Linked DNA regions of Gasterosteus aculeatus: region 2 is linked to region 1. The links are chromatin contacts, called in public Hi-C maps. All regions are on one chromosome and are shown on one strand. Each heading gives the region's core, a stretch centred on a gene start, on an enhancer-like site or on the middle of the called end of the contact. The rest is flanking DNA. Distances are from core to core; before and after follow the strand shown.

What was found. A called contact is a pair of places that touch in the nucleus more often than the background predicts.
Region 2: a Hi-C map of whole body shows a contact between it and region 1, with 7 times the contacts expected there. The contact joins the enhancer-like site here to the promoter of cdpf1 in region 1. A contact is called at or near these places in 6 of 6 Hi-C or Micro-C datasets (blood and trunk muscle, liver, skeletal muscle and 2 more).

The regions. Positions count from the first base shown.
Region 1 is chr4:27,722,340-27,729,776 of fGasAcu3.hap1.1, reverse strand. It overlaps cdpf1 (cysteine rich DPF motif domain containing 1), which reads right to left and starts at 2,919. Exons shown (of 3, transcript XM_040174855.2): 1 at 2,714-2,919; 2 at 2,422-2,533; 3 at 1,213-2,064. The coding sequence starts at 2,826. The coding sequence ends at 1,936. LOC120817459 (peroxisome proliferator-activated receptor alpha) reads right to left here. Exons shown (of 8, transcript XM_040173709.2): 4 at 6,614-6,752; 5 at 5,684-5,883; 6 at 5,329-5,586; 7 at 4,938-5,181; 8 at 3,323-4,828. The coding sequence ends at 4,584.
Region 2 is chr4:27,757,144-27,764,580 of fGasAcu3.hap1.1, reverse strand. No RefSeq gene overlaps it. Among protein-coding and RNA genes, the nearest start is that of LOC144406265, 22 kb to the right of the region's middle. Within about 2 kb of position 3,225, at least 1 of the 9 cell types and tissues checked has open chromatin away from gene starts, as enhancers often do.

The DNA.
Region 1 (7,437 bases), core at 1,670-4,169:
TTGATTTTTCACAGCGAGCATCAGGTTAGACCTTCACAGGACGCCCACAGGTCAAAGACACCACTGGATCGCCATAACAGCCATTTGTAGTTGTCTTGTCTGACAGCAAATTAAAAAAAAGTAATAAAAACACAATGTTAAGGGCTTTATCTCCCTGCAGGAGTTCAGCGTGAGGTTTTGCTCCAGGCTGGTAACACAATCTGTAGAATTAATCGTTGAATGATTGCCTGAGTGCTGACAGATATGATTGCACAATCTGACTCTGTGTCATTAAAGCTCGAGGCCCCTATATACACTTTATTACAATGTCAGGGCCATTGAAGGAAAACAATAAAAGAGTTACAAATCTGCTTCCTGGCATTCTGGGACAACTCTCGACATCCGCTTCGTTGGCACGGTGCCTATCGCTGTCAGACTTTGCCAGTGTTGCCACAGAGGTGGTTTGTGTGCATCACCGGTTGTAATTGCTTATGTGTGCTTGGAATTTAAAAAGGACACACAAAGAGCGGTGCAGCCTTAAAAGAAGACAAAACCAAGACCTTGAAATATACCATTTCCCTGTGTTGCAGCTTCCAGTTTGCACCTAAGCAATTATTGACTCAAGATTTAAATTGGTGTTCTTGCCAAGACATACAGTAAGTGGTCAAATAGCTTGTGTGTGTGTGTGTGTGTGTGTGTGTGCACATTTCAGAGCTGCATAGGAGTGATTGGATCTGGAACAGTATGCACTCCTTGTACCCAGGAGTTCACAAAGTCCCGACTTAAAACTCCACATCGAATGTCACTGTGCACTCCTCTTTAGCATTTGCCAGAAAAAGAAAAAGGAAAAACCTGGGCCCGTCTTAACTGCCACGCTGTTTCAATTAGTCCTCTAAACGTCGAACAGCTCGTGATGAAACCAGCGAGGCCATCTGTTATATCAATGTTATCGCCGGGATCACACTCAATCTATAATGTGTTTATGCTGCTGCAAACTGTGCACGGTGTTGCACGGAGGCATCCCCCCGAGGTCTGAACCGATTCTGGGCGGAATAACCAAACAGCGAGAAAAAGGGGGCACCAGAACATTTGGTTTGGTCAAATGACGAAATGGAAGTAACTGTTTAACACAGCGAATGATGCGTCCGTGGCAGATTCTGTCACTAAAAATGAACACTAGTTACACATTAATTTGGATCCAATATTGAACACACAAAAAAACAGAAGAAAAGGTCACTGTGTGTATTTTTTATAGCTTCAGAATGAACAGAAATGACAATGTTTCGACTTCACAGAAGTTAGCAGTGCAACGTTTGCCCATAAATGCACCCATAAAAAGGATGTCCTTAGTTAGAGATAATTACTTCCGTAAATGGGAATGTTTCCATGTGTTGCTAAAGTGTAATAATATAGGTGGTATTTTTCCTTTTCTAATATAAAATAGGTGTTTAAAATATTCCAAAACAGGCATTATTAATGAGGAACAAAAGTAACATTGTAGGGGAATTATATGTTTTTCACTCTGCAAAGGGCAGTGAGGCAGTCTCTTATTTTTTTAAATCAGTTACCCAGCAACTTGGAAAATAGTGAACGGTCAAATTCATCATCCTTCACATGAGATATTAGCATTATTTTGAACCGTTTTAGGGAGTTGTTTAATAAGAAAGCGAGAGCTAGTGTAGGACCTTTTTACCTACATGAAATCAGTGAGACCTTTTGTTGAGTCTGAAAATACAGATGTAGAAGAAAATGACAACCTTTTTAGCACAAAGGGATGATCTAGTATTATTCTGATGTGTGGTGTTAATTTTCCAACCAAAATGAAAGCCATGCCAATAAATTACAGGATGTTTTCATGTGCCGTTTTTGGAGTTTAGTTCCGTATGGCTTTGACGAAGAGAGCTGGTACTGGAGGCTGACTCATTCCTCCTCTTTTTGAGAGTATGTCATAGACCTCTACTTGTCAGATGACTTGGAGCTCTGCTTCTTCTTAGCCAGCTCAGCCTGGATCTGACGTGGGAACTGCTCCAAGTGCTTGTTCACGCAGTGCATGCAGAACCTCTTGGTGTAGAAAAGACTGCAGTCCTGAGAGAAGATAAATCACAGTCCGGCAACAATGGCTGTTTAGTCACGTTCAGTCCAAGATGGGAAGACGAATCTGGATCAATGGGTTCCAAGAGCATCGGTCGTGAAGTTCACCCAGCACATATAAATGCCACATGACCGCTAAGTCATCTGAGGAAAACGGCCAAGCCACAGATGCATATTTTACAGCCAGTGACCCACAAGTGGGGGAAACAGTCACAGGAGCTGAGCTCAGCTTAGCTTTCAAAGCGGAAATCCATGAGCACGTCTAACCGATAAAGGTATCACTTTAGAATTACACGATCACATGTTTTAATCCTTGCAGAGCGAAGCAATTAAACCTTTAAGACGACTTACCGAACCAACACAAACACGTGTGTTGCACAGGCTGCAGGCGGAACCCAAAACAAGAAACTTTTCCCTGTCCGGACTGAAGGGGTCCTGGGTCACAAAACACTCCTCAAGCAGCCTGTTGGAGGACACATGCAGATGTGAACGCACGTGTGACCATTCGTGCAAACGTAACGACGTCAGACGGGGTCATTTCGCGGAGTGTTTGACGTTTATAGGACCTAGCGTTAGCAGCTAGCTAGCAAAGTTAGCATAGCTAGCTCATTAGCACTAACGGGAGCTCTTGATGTCCACTTACACAATGGCTCTCGTGTTTGGTGGTTTCTGGCCGTGGTAAGTGAAGGGGCTGCTTAACTCGCACACCTGGCATGTAAATATTTTTGGACGAGGGTCGCTTGTAGTTTGCTCCATCTTTTCGAAGCCGAGGAGCAGAATAAGTCACTTCCTGGTTTTTCCGCATCGAGGCGTGTTGTTTCGTAGCGGTTTAGCGCCCTCTAGTGGAGCGGGGATGCAACATGCGCACACACAGAAGTATTAGATATAAAGACAAACAATACAATATAAAATTACAATATAAATGACTTTTTATTAAAATGCCTCAAACGAATGTGGATTGATATTATAGAAAATATGAAAGCGCAGTGAACCCGCAGAAATGACATGGATTATTTCCAGTAAGGATACATTTTTACAGCACAACTTAAGTGAAAGGAAAAGCACAGGTGTAATGAATCACATGTGTCTCACTAGGACATTTAAAAAGTACCACGCTGTCATTAACATTATTAGTTCCACCTGTGTTTTTCCCGCCACGCCGTCGCTTAGTTTGTGGAGGGAAAAATATGTTTGCGGATGCATTTAAACACATATTAGCCACGTAAATAAGCCACGGTATTACAAATAAAAGTGAAATATATTCAGTTTATTTGAAACTACCACATGGCATAATTCATGTTATTGAAACAGCAATTTTATTTTTATTATACACTTCATGATACAAAATATAAACAGTGTTTTAATACGACATCGGAGGTGAAGTCCAGCACAGCAAAGGAGGCAACCAGCTCCTCCTATTCAACGGCGGTTTCACAGTCAGCGAAAACCTTCAGTGTGGTAACCACATTCCACATTATGTTTACAAAATAAAACATAATCCAGCTTAACATATTATTGTGCTTGTAGTCAAAACATTCACTGGGCAATAATGAGTCTTAATGGCAGGACTTGTGCAAAAAAAAACCCTTAGGTAACAAGAGTTGTCATGTTATGATGGTTTTTAGCAGAAGGTCAAGGATTCAAATACATTTTATTACACATGAAATTACAATATGTTCAAACAATGGCTGCATGAATTAACTGCATTGTTGTTCATGATTGATGTGCGAACATTCTCTGACCCAACACTAAACAGACAACTGCCTTGTTCTGTGCTAAATGTAGTATAGAAAATATGAATTCTCTTAGTTTGAAACATTATGGCACACGTTGAATAATGACGACGGTGTTTCTTCACCCAATCCTCTCAAACTGGTGGCAGGTAGATTGTTGCTGATTTCAATAAGGTACTAGTACACAATGAAAGGACATTGCAAAGCTGACTCTAATCTTATGAGTTGAACTAACATGCGCTAGATTTCCAAAATAAATGAAATACTTTAATGTTGATTTGCCTACTGCACAACCAACACCTAATTTACCTCAAGGATTAAAATATTATCATTTCTCCAACAGCGCTGCTTCTTTTACAGTTCAAGATTAATATTTATTATCAGTGCATACATGACTGCAGTGGCCATGTCCAGATGTCTTTATTGGGTGTACACCATTTGTAAATGTTGCCATGTCCGCCTCTCATTTAGCTTTTGATCAGTCTGCAGAGTAAAAGCGGGCGTCCGGGACCCAATCCATAGCAATTGGCTGCTCTGAGGTCGATCCATTACAAAACATTTCTACACATCTATGGTGTAAGATCAAAAAAGTTTGTTTTCCACTGTCTCCCCTTTCAGTGAAACACCGACCAGAGCTGCTTCTCCCCTGCAGATCACAGCAGTGTGCAGCCTACGTTGATGTGCACGCTAGTATCAGTAAATATTTACAGACACACAGTTTCCACTGGCCTACATAAATAATCCAACGCATGTCTCCGTTCGTGACCACGTGAGATCCACTCAGTACATGTCCCTATATATCTCCTGCAGGAGCGGGTGCAGCGACGTGTCCTCTGTTGTCTTGATTTCCTGCACCAACTGAGCATGCTCGGTGACCAGCTGCCGGAGGTCAGCCAGCTTCTGCAGCAGTCTGGGGAAGAGGAAGCTGTCGTCCGGGTGATTGGCCAGCAGGTGGAGCCGGAGTGCCTGAACGATGCTTTCCTGCAGCCTCTCCACCTGAGGCACATCCACCAAGCCTGGCCGATCTGGAGGGACGGGATCAGGGACACGTGGAGGAGGATTCAGATTGCATTCTGTGCAAATTTGCACCCTTTTGAGCACTTTTTTAATTGTTTTTTTAAAAACAATAATTACCTCCGCAGCAGATGATGGCAGCGACAAAAAGGGCCAGGTCGCTGTCGTCCAGCTCCAGGGAGTTGAAGCGTGTGGCAAACTGGAATTTTGGCTCCATCATGTCGCTAAATGGCCGCCGGCGGCTCTTGAGGAACTCTCGGGTGATGAAGCCCCCACCGCGGGCCACCAGGAGGCCGTCTTTGTTCATGCAGGAGGCCAGGAGGGTGAAGAGGGCTTCATAAACCCCATACTTTAACAAGGTCACCTAAAAAATAAAAAATAAATAGTAAGAGGGCCACAGCAGGACTCGGAGGCGCCGGGACCTTTTCTTGCCACATAATCAAACATCCAACATGAACACAAACGACTGTGGTTCAAGTGAAGCCTGCGATACACCACCACCAAAGCCCACCTGGTCATTAAGATCCAGGTTCGGGAAACCCGGCACCGCCTTGGCAAACTCCGTCAGCTCCGTGACCGTCTCCACCGAGGTGCTCTGGCAGCAGTGGAAGAGCCTGGCTTCAGCCTCCCGTTGCTGGAGTTCCCCGCACACAAGCACCTGCCCGGCACGAAGCCTGCTCCCGAGCTCCGGACCGTCGCCGTTTCCCACCTGCGCCGCCAACGTCCTCTCTGCCAGCTGGAACGTCTCCATGTCGTGAATGATGAAAGGCTGCGGGGGGGAAAAGACGAGGCCGATCCAATGTCAGGAGGCGGGGTTGGTCACTCTTCATCCCACAGATACATAAGCATATTATTTCATTATTCACCGGCTTGCTCGTCTTCCCGGTGAGTATGAGCCGAGCTTTCGCCTTGTTCATGTTGAAGTTGGTCACGTAGGCTTCGTGGATCTGCCCGACCAGAGTCTTGTGGTCGGTCAGCGTGGGGCTCGCCACCTCTTTCTCCACCATCTTGGATTCCGCCTTCAGCTTCAGCTTCTCCGCCTGAGGCATCCGACCGAAGCGGATGGCTGGTGCACAGACACGCACATCAATTAGCAACAGCGAGAAAGCTTTTCTTCAGAAATGAGTTGCCGTTATTCTACAGAAAACATGCACAGAGACATCAGACACGACACACAAAAAGTGCCCCCCCCACCCTTCCCCCATCAGATCTGGTGCGTTATGTTCCCGTCTCTCTCTTGAGAGAGGGGACAACATGTCGGCCCCCTCTCGGGTTTCTCAAAGCTCAAATCTGCAGTGGGAGGCCAACGAACCCAGCGACCGCTCGGCAGTCAGCGCAGTTGACGGGCCAGATGTGGAGCTATGAGCCTGTGCTTTGTCAGCGGCGAGCAGGCCGACGTGAAGCACGTTGACTGCGAGCCAAACCGCGTTAGGACACATGCCGTTGTCTAGAATGCGTACGTACCGCGTGTCAACTCGGGGGTCCGGTTAGCAGAGTTTTGTGTAACTGTATTTATGACACATGAGTTCTGTCCTTGCTGTATATCATTAATTGAGTTAATGTAGACTGTAAAGCAGGAGATTTGAACGTTCTTTTAGAGGTGGAATTTGTTAATTTGCAGTGGTTTGGCAGTCAGAACTTGGAGTGGGACGATCCTCAGCAAGATAATGTTCTATTCATTGACTTCATGACTCTTCTCTGCTGCTACTGCATTTAGCATTATCCTTTGCTGTACTTGTCACTTGAGGGCTGTTGTTTAGCAAACACAGAGGACGTAAACCACGTGGAATGTTTACCATTGTGCGACATGCCCACAGAGAGGCACTTGTGGAATCGGCAGTACTGGCACTTGTTGCGGTTCTTCTTTTGGATTTTGCATTTGTGTTCGCACTTATCATACTCCAGCTTCAGCCTGATGGTCCGTCTGAAGAAACCCTGGTGGAGACAGAAAGGCACACGCGGTCATATGAAGATCAAGCAAACTGCTTTGAGTTGAAGAAGTCCACATACATGCTGTTGCGGTACTCCAGCCCAGGTCAGACCTCATGGAGGGTCTCGATCTCAATCCCTACCTCTTGCCTTGCAGGTCAGAAATGACATTTAAATATCAAAGATGCTACATTTCTGCGGTTCTGATTTCCATGAGATGATTGGACTCATTTCTTTGCTTGTGAGTTTTTATTATTCTCATTTAACTATTAGTATTTAGAAGACGTGGTCATTTTATGAAGCGGCGAGGACCGCAGCCGTTTACACACCACATGTCGTACATGTACATATGCATCACCTATGACTGGCGTTATTACACTACAGTCTAGTTTGGACTGTATAGTGTAATTACATTTATTTTTAAAGAGCAATGGAGCAGACATCTTGCAGCCCTCTGACTCACACTGGGATACGCGGCAGCGGGCCAACGCATGCTAACACACGTCAAGCTGACAAATCTGCCCAAACCAATGATCCTTTGACCCACAGTCTCACACACCTGGATATTTCAGCCATAACATTCCTCATCCCTCACCGTGGAAGCGGTACGGATTTCTGGCACTAGATCTGGAGCAATAAGCCGGCCACCATCTTGGGCTCGTCTGCCTTCATGTTGAAGACAAGACTGTTA
Region 2 (7,437 bases), core at 1,976-4,475, 34 kb before region 1:
CAGCTTTGATCAGGCATCCGAGGTCAAATGATGTAATCTGTCCCGCGTTATTCTTTCACTTTTAAGACCGTTTTCTGTCACACACTTTGCAAACCTGCTTCTCAACGAATAAATCTGCATCTTGCTGCGAGGGATTCTACCTAAAACTAACTGGTGAAATGTTTAAGCGTCCCGCGCTGGGTAGGGTTTTTGGATTTGGACGTTGTGTGTGTGTGTGTGTTTGCGCTCGGGGTCTGAACATGACAGTTATAGTTCCTCATTATTCAGACCACGGCAGTGGTTTCACAGCTCTGTGCGGTTTGCTACACTAAACAACAGTTATCAACAGTCTATCTCTTTCTGTGTCACACGTCACCCCCCCCCCACCACCCCTGCAAACACAGCCCACTCGAGATGCAAAGCGTTAACATGCCAGCAAATGTTGGTGTAGATGTTTTATGTGAAACATTGGGTGATGGTGTGGTTAAGTTTTAGTTGAAGCAAGGGCAACTTAGGTGGACAAACAGAGTGTGCCAATGTCACTCTTTATATATAGTTTGACTTCCTATGTGCTAATCGTCATCGTATACTGATTCTGCTGTTAGAATTCTGGATGATTGAATGCAGTTTGCTAGTTTTTAACTGCAATTACAGAGAGAAATGTCCATTTCAAATTTGGACACTTATCCCAACCAAAACCAAAAAGCAACAACTGTCTCATCGCTGTCCATGATTTGAATTCATTGGCCCCATCTTCATCAACAGCACATTTAAATATGCACAACAGTGGCATATTTAAATGGAAGTTATGCTCATGTTCAGTATTTCAGACCAAATTGAATTATCTTTGCATCCTTATGGTTGAACGTAAAAACTACACAGCTTAGCTTTGAATGTACTTGAAGAGAATATCAGGAGGATCAGTTCACTGATGAGTTTGCTGACCACAAGTAGTACTACTTAAAAGCAGTGTTACTGTGAGATGTCTTCCATGGCCTGGGAGGAGTTTACTTTAGTCTGAAAAAAAATCTTTTAACGTAAAAGAAAAACAGGCAGAAGGAAAGAAAATAAATGAAATCAAAGAAACAGCCACAACAGTCATTACCGTTATTTAGAGTGACACTACTTGTGTCGTGTCCCCAGGGTGCACATCGAGGACAGCGGCGGCCATGCTCAGATGTGCAGGGGGCCTTGGCAGCGCTTAAACTCTGTAGCTTTGCATCTCGTCTCACGAGAGATGAGAGGATGCAGAGCCCGGACAGAGGTCAAAGGCCGGCGTCTTTCGCTCCCTCTCAGCTGCGATCGAGTTACAAGCGTCTGAACTCACTGACACATCGGCGTGTGATGAAAGGCCCCGCTGACTCATTCGAAATCCCATGGAGAGGTTATTTATTTGTCGGGGCTTTTAAAATTAGAACAAAGGGAACAAGAAGGAGGAAGAGCTAGGCACATATTTTCTCGTGAGTCATGTAAGGAGTTGTGGAAACGGCATGTGAGTCCCTGTGCCTTTTCTTGTGGTGGATAGCAGAAGCGTTGCCGTGAAACAGTATTTCCATTAGGCACCGCGTGAGTATTTTCTGCATTGACCTTTTAAACAATCAAAGAAAACCAAATACACACATGCAATACAAGAGGAGATGACTGAGCCGCCCTGATATTTGGCCAAGAACTGTCACTTTCATCTGCCTTCACCCGTCCCCAGATAAAGCTTTCATTTCTGCAAATCCACCTATTGTTTGTGACGGTTGCTGTCATGTACATCACACCTGACCCCAACGCCCTTTGACCTTGCCGGTCTCTTCAAAGAGACACGCTGGTGACAGATGGATGTTTTTTTGGTTTGTTGTACAGACTTTGGTATGTTCCTACTGCTGCCTGATAACCCCATGGGGCCAAACAAAAAACCACTGACACATTCCTTCTGCAAAGAATGTTCAGTTTTCAGACTTTAGGGGTTCTGGTGACATCATAGCGCATCATAAGCTGGTGGTGGACTGAAAGTTTCCTCCTTAGAGGGGCTGTGAAGTCTAAAAGAAAGCAGGAAGTTCCTGTGCAAAGGTCATTGGAATGATGCGTCTCACCATAACAAACTGAGTAAACTCACTGATGTATGAAACGCTTATCTGAAACCAGTTTACCTTAGCTTTGAAGTAAAAGATAATGTTGTAAATTGACCATCCAGCAACAGCGATTATCCAATCATAGCTTAGCAAACATTAAAGTACTTCAACTGCTAAGGCAAATAGTACAGTTAAAGAGTTCAGGTCAACATTTAAAGGCTTTGAAGGGCGGTGCCTTTTTCAACCTCTTTTCAAAAGCTAAAGTAGTATGTAAAGAAGAAGAAGTAAACCATTACATACTATTTTTTACATACGTACACTAAATAATGGTTTAAACTGTCTGTTTTTAAGGTGCAGTCGTTTGCATCTTCAGCCAATGCTTATCTACAGTGCCTGTGCACATTATCAAATATGTTAGTTTGAAGGGTTGAAGGTCACCTTAAAAAAAGAGCGGCAAAAAACATAGACCGTGTAGTATTTATTTGAAAGCTACTATACCAGAATGTGAGCGAATGCAAGCAGCTTGTTTGCTTATGTAGGTCATATAGAGACATCAGTATCACAATGAGACTGTTTCATAAGCTAAGCAGTAAAACGTGTCAAAAAGGTGGAATCTTTTCCTTTATCAAACATAATAATATTAAAACTAGGACCAATTAATCAGCCTCTGTACAATATAATCTATTGTCTGGGGCCTGTTTTGAGCCATCGCAGGAAACTAACGTAAGTTCATGTAATAAACTAGAGCCGATAAAATCTGCCAGAGGCAGGTTTATTTAAGGCAGCATGGGAAGCTATTGTAACCCCCTGTCCAAAATCCAGGTCAGTGATCATGACATATGAACAAAGTAAAACTAATTAACAAACAGTCAACAGCAATAAATTACGATGAAATCAGTTTGGCTTATGCTTAATTAGAAGTTCAGCTGATTTTATTAGCAAATTAATAGTATGACAGACCCGCCAATCATACACATACTACACCCATCAAACCGAGAGACAGTTAAAAAAAAAAGTGTAAAGAGAAGAAAACGCTGTGGTGTTTTTGTTTTGTCTCATTCTCCGAAACCAGGGACCAAGGATCTTAGTCAAGATGTGATACATTTTCATGACACACACGGGGGTTTTTAAAGGAGGTGAATCAGCTCCATCGTGGCAGGTTGAGACCCGTCACAGAAAGTGCTAATTGCAAGTCAGAGGGGAAAGAAGAGGGAGATTTAGGGTGTGGTGGGAAGAGGCTGGCTGAGACACGGGGTTTTCTGAAATATCTTTGAAGCACATATCTTTCTCTGTTTTATCTTGCCTGGCTCATCAATTTGGGGTTTCTTTCTCTTTCTCTTCTGCTTGTTCACCCAGGATTCTTTTCAGTGTTCTTAAAAAATTAGAACATGTTCTATTGCTAGGCGAAGGGACCATGTTGGGATGGAATTGCACCGGCAAATCTGCTTTTTCGGCTCCAAATCGGGACGGGGGGGGCGAAGTTTCCTGATTGTTGTGACGCCAACGCGTTGCCAAATCGGTCCAGACAAAGACATATAAACACCTGGTAAAGTACTCAAAACCACGTCTGGGGTAGTTCCACATCATTAGCCATGATGACACACAGAGAGAGAGAGAGAGAGAGAGAATTAATGGGTCAACTTAAGAAACTAATACGTTTTGTGTCCTCACATTGAGGGAAAAAAAATCGTTCTTTTCGGGGTTCAACATCATTTCAGATGTTCTAATAAGCAGCAGCAATGTATTGCTTTTGGTTACATAACTGGTTGAAAAAAACGTCGTCGTTTACCAAATCAGATCAAGAAATAGAAGAAATGGACTGTTTAAAACTCAGATGTGTAATGTTTTGTCATGTTGAAATGTTTCTCTGTGCATTTCCTGATGTTGGAGATGATGTTTGCTTGGTCTGTTGGGCCACTTTATGCCAGCTCCACCTTGCCTTCAGTAATAAATAAGTAAAGTCATGACCACTATACGCGTTGGTAAATGCTAATCTTCACTGCAGGTTGTAACTCATGATATGCTGCTATGTTCGCATGCCACTGCTCAGTACAGCGGTTATTATCGTTTCCACCCGTCTGTCATACCAACAACCAGTCATTCAGCAAGGAAATTACACAGTTAATTAGAGACATAATCAGTCAGCAGTGAGGAAGCGTCTCCGTCTGCCAGACAACTTAATGTTCATAATATCCACGTTGATTAAGCTAACATTTTCACTTGTCACTTGTCTCTCCTCGTATTAAATCGCTTTTCAGCTCTTTTGAATAGATGCAGTTGCAATTTGGGAACAGATAGATACCGACAAGCAAAAAATAGAGGTTTGCAGTCTCCCATTGACAGCAGCTTGCCGGACCTCTTTTATAACTGACTAAATGACAGTGAATTAGACAGGTTTTCTGTGTGGTGTTTCCTGCATCTGTCATCTGTTGAAGCTTTGTGCCATTTCATTACTCAGCCAGCCCACGATGGAAGCGTTTCCTACCTAAATTTGATATATCTGTTTAAGAATGGCGTACGTGAGTGCTGGAACTAACAGGGATGTGTAATGTCACAGACAAAAGACTTTTAAGGAACACAATCTTCTGCACTGTGGAAGTATTCATCATGTGGTCACAACGTGCGCGCATAGCAGATGCACAGTGTGTTACAGTGAAGCCCTTCACACCGACTTGTCCAGCAGCCAGCCAGGCACTCCATCCCCGGTCCTCTCTCCTCGGGGACTGCGGCTGGCAGGACGCCCTGTGTTTTTGTCTCAGACACGCTATGCCTGTCTGCAACTCACTGTTCCTCCGGGCCGCAGTTTCTCTCGGACTCGACCAATCACGGCGCGGCTCAGGTCGCCACGGAGGCCAGACAGGGCGGTGTCGTCCCCGAGAACACGTAGACGGAGAGCGGGAGAGGAGCTCACGTGAGACCTGTTTATTTGTCAGAGGAGAGAGGGAGAGGGAGAGAGAGGGAGAGGGAGAGGGAGGGAGGGAGAGGGAATCTTTCAGTTGGCGGGAAAGCAGGAAGAGGGAGGAGGGACGGAGGGAGGGGAGCAGAGAAAAGGGAGGCGAGACACAGCACTGGACTCTGCTTTTATGTTAAAGACATTTCCACTCATCAGCTGTTAGTCATTGCTTTGGCTCACGGGCTGCACGCATTACTCTACGTGACCAATTACTGTAACCATCCAGGGACTTTAGGAGGTTATCCTGGTGGGCCTTTCCGACTTTTAAGGAAATCTGTTGATTGAATTGAGTTCAGTTCAGTTTTCCAAGGTAAAGCGGTTGGTGCAGCTTTTGGAAGAGGGGAGGGAGGAAGACAGATCAAGGAAATCTAGAAGAAAAAACATTTGGTTGCTCCTGGTCAAAGTTTCCTCTTTGTTTGGAAGATTTATGTCAACATTTGGAAACAAATGAAAGAAAGCCAGACACACTGTTCAATGAAACACACAACACTACTTTGTTTATCTGGACTATTTTTCTGTCGGAGTGTAAAAATCAGTGTATGTTACTGGTGAAGGAAAAAATCAATACAACACACAAGAAAATCATTTACATTTTGTGAAATCGCTTGAAATAAAATCCCTAACAGGCCTCGAAATTCAATAAAACACGGACAAACCAGGCTAAAAGCACTTCTACCTGATAGCTGTGAGTGGACGCTATACGCATGGAAAGTTTCTACAGTCTACTACTCTAAAGGAGGCTTTTGTGAAGCCCTCACTGCCCAGAAACGGTAGTTCTCAAAGTCCCAATCTTTTCTCATGTCCGGCTGTGGTTGGCCGGTTTGTTTTATTCAACCACTTTCTTTGTTCGGCAGATCCCATTGGATCTGACTAAACCCATGCAAAAATGACCAACGGCTTACTTAGCCACTCAGAAGCCAAACGGGTAGTGTATATGACGCTCGAGAATCATCTCTGCCGTTGAAATTCGACCCCTTAACCCCCCTGGCGTCATTTAAAAGTGACCAGAAGCTGTGTGAGTCATGCGAGATGAATCCTGCACGCGTTGCCGTGCATTCATTTAATAATTGTGTTGAAAGCGGCAAAGGTAGGAGATATTCATGAATCATTCGCTCTGATGGCTGTTTTTTATACTCTCAATTTGGGTGATACGACATATTGATAAATGGGGATGAAACACCCTCAATTTGAGTGACAGCGAGATCCTCCTTGTGGCAGTGGCAAGTGGGTGGCAACTTTGTGGCAGGCAGCGGCAATCGCCAGTAAATCAGTCGGCGTCACGACGGCACGCTGGGTGGGAGGAGCCAATTTTTCCCAGAAACAACTGTTATTTGTACGACAGGTCAGCTGCTGTAAATATTTAATTTTATTTAATTTTATTTAATTTTATTTGAGACACGTGAGCCCCCGTCTTCTTATTACAGAGGCTAATTTTAGGTTTGGACCGGCGGGTTCCGTGTAGGGGGTGGGGCTCTCAAGTTTGATGCCACCCACTTGCCACTGCCACAAGGAGGATCTCGGCCTTACTGCTCAATTTTCTGCTGTATGGATGACAGTCACAACTGTGATTGACCTTTACTTTCCTTCAAAGTCCAAAAGAGAACCGTCCAAGTAAAGATTTTCATTAGAAAATGAAGCTTGCCAAGCTCCACATTGCTGTTATAAATCAGCCTAAGCATACATGTTCTGTGTGCATAATATCCCAACTGTCTTTGCAGCGGCTGCTCTGCCCATGTTTTCTTTGCTTAGAGTTGGTCGGCCGCCAACTAAAGCACTGGCCACTTTTTACTGGCTCCCTTCAAAGAAGTGGAATGAAATGGGAGAAAATGTTACGTGGAGAACAGAGGACCCAGATGCAGAGGTGCGGAAAAACGTCTTTTATTCTTCCCAAACTTGAACTAAGGGGGCTGCCGTCAGCAGACGCAGTCCGGGACAAGACTCACAGTTGATCTCGGAAAAGACAACGCTGGATTGGTAACACAAGGACAAGGCAACAGCTCAGCGTTCAACAACAGTCTGACAGGGAAGTAGAGAAACAGTGGTTAGAAATAGTCAAACAAATTAAGCAGTGAGCAGAAACAGGTGAGTTGAGAATCAGTGTGAGAGTTGATTGCTATGGAAAGCGGCTGTGGGCGTTAAGGGCGAGTGAAAGCATGAATGGGAATGAGGAGGTGTGTAATGAGTATCAGCTGGGTGTGCGGGTGTGTGTGTGTAGAAAAACAAAACAAGGAGGAATCCGGATCATGACAGAAAATCACCGAAACATTGCGAACAAAACCAATTGACCAGCTGAGGTTAATTGTCGGCAGGTCCGATGTTTTTCCCATTTTAGATATTTCTGTATAGATTACTAACAAATTTCCATTGAATCAAGTAGCAGTCACTGCTGGTTGGTTCACTGAGAGAAGCCTGGCCCCTTTAATGAGCATGTAGACTCCTAATTCA